2 separate regions of the Mus musculus genome follow, and region 1 is linked to region 2. Evidence: chromatin contacts called from public Hi-C data. All regions are on one chromosome and are shown on one strand. Each heading gives the region's core, a stretch centred on a gene start, on an enhancer-like site or on the middle of the called end of the contact. The rest is flanking DNA. Distances are from core to core; before and after follow the strand shown.

Region 1 (2,700 bases), core at 112-2,611, 520 kb after region 2:
AAAAGGAGTGTTGGGGATGGTGTGTGTGTGTGTGTGTGTGTGTGTGTGTGTGTGTGTGTGTGTGTGTGTGTGAGAGGGAGAGAGAGAGAGAGAGAGAGAGAGAGAGAGAGAGAGACAGACAGACAGACAGACAGACAGACAGACACAGAGACACAGAGATGGAGAGAGAGGTGGGGGGAGGGTTATGGAGGAAATATCTCAGGGAGATAATGGTGCTGGAATACAACTCAAAGTTAAAATAAGCCATACCTGTGCCAAGGGAAGAACATTTTTTGATTGAGGGTTGGGGCTCAAGATAGAGTCTCTCTATGTAGCCCTGTTTGTTCTAGAACTTACTCTGTAGACCAGGCTAGTATCAAAATCACAGAGATCTGCATGCCTCTGCTTTCCAAGTGCTGGGATTAAAGGTCTGTGCCACCACTGTCTGCCTGGAAAAACCATTTTTGATCAAGGACTTCCAGTGGCCATGCCTCCTGAGTGGCTTAGTGGGAGGCCAGTCCCCCAGAGCATCATAGGACAGAGAGGTAGGCATCTTCAAGGCCACTGTTATGTTGAGTTTTTCTTTGAACCAGAAGACAAGTGTCAGGATTTGAGCCACAGAGCAGCACAATATGATTGAAGAGAACACGTTATAGTGCTTTTGGATGGAGACTGGCTCCAGGAAGCAGGTGCTAAGGTGCTCTTGACTTTATGCCAATTGCTGCTCATGTTAATAAAGATGATGTGCAAGAGCCAATATCTAAACAGGGCTTGATAGAGAGAAAGCCAACAGCACTAGGCATAGTGAGAGCCATGGGGAGAAGTTGGTCCCACATTTCCCCACCTGTCTCCATGCTGGGAATCAAAATGAGTAAAGAGGACTAGAAGTATCACTGGTAAAAGGTTAGAGATAGACCAGGACAATGGGGGATATTACAGGTTGTCTTTATAACCAGCAAGAGGGGATGAGCAAACAGATGGAAACCAGAAATGGGCTTAGGGTACAAAGGAGCCAGTTGCTCAGCAAGTTGTAGAGGAGGCTGTTTATTACCAGGGCCCATGTCAAATCAGAATGGTAGTTGGTCACTGGGACAGAAACACCTCCTTGCTTGCAATGTTCCTGTCCCCACCCTAGGATAAAAAGCAGATAAGGAATTAGGAAAGAATTGATGGCCAATCAGGCTTCTTATAAGTCGCTAGGAAGTATTGGAGACTCCCATGGAGAAGGTTAATGCGAAGGGGAAGAAATTGTTTTCTCAGAGGTATCGGCAAATCACCAGTCTAGTCCTCTTGCCAAGAACCCCAATAACATCAACCATCTCTATTAGGAACACCCGGGGTCATTGCCCTCCTAAGATGGGAGGAGGCTGCCACCTGCTGGTTCTTTTAAGTACCTACCCAAGACATTTGCCTTATCTTTCGATTTGAGGGCGAGAAACCTGTGTGGAGAGTTGTCTCTACAATCACTGCTCATCATCCTCACCCCGCCCCTTGCCATTAAGATAGTCATTCTTAAATTTCATTTTATAAGATATTCAGAAATATTAGGTGGGTATTCCAAAATGACTTGGCAATAGGAGAGCGTGAGATACAAACCAGGCTGTCCACACGACTATCAGCGTTTTACAGAGGGCGCCACAGTACCAGCTTGTGCTGGTTTTGCAGCCTGTGAACTGAGATGAGGGAATAGGTACATGGGAGGTGTTCTGAGCATTCAGAACCGTAGAGTGGGATAAAGGAATATAGCTATCTTTTGTGAGGCTAGGCCAGTGCCTGGCAAACACAGAAGTGGATGCTCACAGTCAGCTATTGGATGAAACACAGGGCCCTCAATGGAGGAGCTAGAGAAAGCACCCAAGGAGCTGAAGGGATCTGCAACCCTATAGGTGGAACAACATTATGAAGTAACCAGTACCCCGGAGCTCGTGTCTCTAGCTGCATATGTAGCTGCATATGTATCCTAGTCGACCATCACTGGAAAGAGAGGCCCCTTGGTCTTGCAAACTTTATATGCCCCAGTACAGGGGAATGCCAAGGCCAAGAAGTGGGAGTGGGTGGGTAGGGGAGTGGGGGTACATGTAGGGTATAGGGTACTTTCGGGATAGTATTTGAAATGTAAATGAAGTAAATACCTAATAAAAAATTGGAAGAAAAACAATGTACGGGCTTTCTCCAAGGTACCCAGGCCAGAGGAGTCTGTAAGCATCATAGACTCTGGCACTTAGGGCCTAAGTGAACTTGGAGGAAGGCATTTCACTGTTGAGAAACTCATCTTTCCAACCTGTCGTGGCAAATGTGGCATGTGTCTATGGGAGCTTCTTAGTTTGGACTCCCCCACTGTACCCTGTGAGTATTTTCTGTGAATTATTAAGCTTTTCTTTCTGGTCCTGGTAGGACTGGGGCAAATCCCAAATGAGCCTCACTTGTCTTCTTTTCTAGAGACTGGATACATCTGTGGGCTTCTTGGGGTGGTAGGAGGACCAGGAAAGAGATGCTGGTACCAGACACCAACACAAAGCCTGCCTGCCAGCACACACTGGCATCCCCAATGCTCCTGAGCTGGAAGGGTATGAATGGGTGAGATACACACCTTTCTAGTGAACAATTACACTTCTTAGAGAGCAAGGCTAACTATGCCAGGCCTGGGAGCAGTGTCTTCAGTAACTCTCAGCCATAGTCTGTGGAGTCACCTTCACCTCTGTCCCTTACCCTCTTCACCCC
Region 2 (2,700 bases), core at 181-2,680:
TCCTGGATATTGCATCCCAGCCCCAGCTGCCTGCTGCTTTCCCTAAGCCCCGAAAGGGCTGACACATGATGAACCCCCTTCTGCTCTACAGCCTAGCCTGAGGCTCAGAGAGGGTAGGTCACTTGTGCAAGGTCACTCTTCAGGGTTGGGTGACCCACTCAAGACAAGAGGTCTTTAAGACCCTATCCCTGTCCTCTACTCCACCCGCCTCATAACTGTGGGGGTGCAGAGCCGTCCCTCTCTTATATTTGAGATGGTCCAAAAAGGGTCCTGAATCTCATACTTGGAGTAATGGACGAGGGGAAGGGGGAGAGGAAAATGAACGACCAGGAACATTCTTTGCCCTGTCTCCCACTCAGGTACCGTGGGGCAGGGGAGGTAATGTCTGGTTTGGATATTATCAAAGGCCAGGTGCAGCTCAGGTGCCCAGAGCCACCTCAGCAAAATAAGGTTCCTCCCCACAGCACTCTGCCCTCCCCAAGCCATTCCAGGTTCTGCCTCCTGCTCCTTGCTTACATAAAGGTGCTATTTTCAGCTTTGTTCTCTCAGCTTTGTTACTCCCAAGTCAGGCCACTCCCTCCCCCTCCCCCATCACAAAATGCACCTAAGGTTTGAGCTGGATGGCCCATTTCCCATTCTGTCTGTATATGGGGAAACCGAGGCACTGAGTTACACAAGCTTCCAGAAGGCCACTGGTGTGTGTGTGTGTGTGTGTGTGTGTGTGTGTGTGTGTGTGTAGGCATTAGAGTTCTGCATGACAGAAGGAGAAAGGGGAAGAGAAGAGACCTTGTAGGGGAGAAGTATGAATAAGATGGGAAGAGGTTCTAAACAAGAGACAGTGGTGGGGAAGGCAGACAGCTCAGCAAAGGGAAAACCAGAGGCACAGAGAGAAGAAAAGCAAGACTGTTGCATGAGCAGGGTTGGTTTGAAAAGAGCTTGTCACCTCAGGAGAGGGGGAGAATGGTGGGGTAAGTGTTGAGAGACAGAAGACCTGGCACTGCTTGGGGCAGTGATTTCTTCAATCAAAGCTGGCAACTGGCACCTACTGTGACTGACTATTCACGAGCCATCTAGACCAGGAGAGCAAAGGGTTCTCTTGGAAGGACGGGCACAGTCACCTCTCATCAGGGCAGGACGCAGAGGCGGAGTCACATTACAACCCAGCAGGGATGCTGCTAACCAGACCGGGCTTCCTTCTGCTGAGAGGACACCTGTCCCCCAGTCTCCCTCCCTTGTCCTGAGGAAAAGGATGTCACAGAGTGGAGAGAAAGCATGACCTACAATGGCCAGGTCAGGAGGAGCCCTTAAGATAAGGGAAACTGGGGCTCTGGAGAGGGAACACTGGGGCAGAGAGCCTGGCTTAGAGCCTCCTTCTACCAGGAGTGAAGGCAGCTACCGTCACCCAGGGAAGTCCCAGATCTTTCCTGTCACATGGGTCCTGACCCTGGCCTCCACTTCCTTACCAGGAGAAAACAGCCCAGTTGCCATTGTGCTCCCACAGTTTGAAACTCATCTGCCTCTGTATGAACTTCCTAATCAGTTAAAGCAGCTATCCTGAGAAGGGAGTCGAGACTCCACCAACCTCCAAAGGGCCCAGACAGTCAAGCACACTGCCCAGTTTCCCCATTTGTCAACTACAAAGCACTTTCTTGGGACTCCAGAGCTGAGCTACATTCAGAGAGGAGCTGAGCTCATGGGTTTGGCTGCTGCTGCTGCTGGAAACAGCTCCTAGCGCCCCAAGTTCTCACACAGGCAGGCAAGTGTTCTGTAAATCCTTGGACGGATAGAATACCAAGGGAAAGAAGGAACCCATTAAGGTGAGGTGACATAAGGAAATCCCTTGGGGGGGGGGGTTGCTAAGGCAGGAGACCTGCTAGATGAAGTGATGTTCTCTGTGGAGGACACACCCTGGAATTGTGGTGGAATAGGCAGCTTCCTGGCTTGGGGTGCTGTTACAAGTTTAAATATGAAATGCCTCCCACAGCCCCATGAGGACTCTGATCACTGGACTCACTCCTTGTCGTATTCAAAATAACATGGCATAATTGGGACATGGTGAAGAGAAGAAGCAGGGTCTGCTGGAGGGAGTCGTGTCACTGGGGGTGTGTCCTTAGGGAGTTATGTCACTGGGGGTGTGGCCTTGGAGCTGTATCTTGTCCTAGCTTCTCCCTGTAGTCCCTTCTGATTCCTGCCCCCCTTCCCCACAAGGTAAACAGTTTCCACTTAACATGGCCTGGCCACTATGATGATCTGCCCACGGGCATGAGGTTGGACAACAGTGGGATGACCCCACTAGACCCACGAGCTAAAATAAGTCTCTTCTCCTTAAGTTACGCCAGGTAGTTTGTCACAGCACAAAAGGACAAGCTAACCTGGCATGGTGTGTCAGCTCACTGAGACCTACAGTGCCCACGTCTCTGGCCCTCCACACACACAGGTGCCTCTTGCCCCACACCCTATCATCCCCAACAGCACTCTTTCCGTGACCTTCAGCTGAAGTCAAAGTTCCTAAACTGCTTGCCTCATTTAGTGTCTGACCTGATGCCAAACTCCAGCTCTTAGCCTGACCATCTCTCTGCGATGCCTGGGTTTTCGAGCCTAGATCCACCCTCTCATAACTTCAGGCGGTGAATAGATTATTTGCATAGGTGCTACAGAGAGAACCTGTACAGAGAGGGCCTGGCACGTGCTAGCAATACT

The links. A called contact is a pair of places that touch in the nucleus more often than the background predicts.
Region 1: a contact with region 2 is called in a Hi-C map of regulatory T cells, with 12 times the contacts expected there. The contact joins two enhancer-like sites. A contact is called at or near these places in 2 of 39 promoter capture datasets (the 3T3-L1 cell line and hippocampal neurons), 5 of 15 datasets of contacts at CTCF or cohesin (the NIH/3T3 cell line, embryonic stem cells, large pre-B cells and 2 more), 181 of 484 Hi-C or Micro-C datasets (the 3T3-L1 cell line, 3T3-L1-derived adipocytes, the 63-12 cell line and 96 more), 24 of 115 datasets of contacts at active chromatin or transcription factors (PVALB interneurons, astrocytes, bone marrow-derived dendritic cells and 18 more) and 3 of 9 other capture datasets (adipose tissue, embryonic stem cells and liver).

The regions. Positions count from the first base shown.
Region 1 is chr4:63,946,895-63,949,594 of GRCm38.p6, forward strand. No RefSeq gene overlaps it. Among named protein-coding and RNA genes, the nearest start is that of 8030451A03Rik, 36 kb to the right of the region's middle. Within about 2 kb of position 1,362, at least 11 of the 459 cell types and tissues checked have an H3K27ac peak or open chromatin away from gene starts, as enhancers often do. A contact at or near this core is called in regulatory T cells, where this site is marked.
Region 2 is chr4:63,422,866-63,425,565 of GRCm38.p6, forward strand. All of the region lies in intron 7 of Whrn (whirlin), which reads right to left. Among named protein-coding and RNA genes, the nearest start is that of Akna, 21 kb to the left of the region's middle. Within about 2 kb of position 1,431, at least 21 of the 459 cell types and tissues checked have an H3K27ac peak or open chromatin away from gene starts, as enhancers often do. A contact at or near this core is called in regulatory T cells, where this site is marked.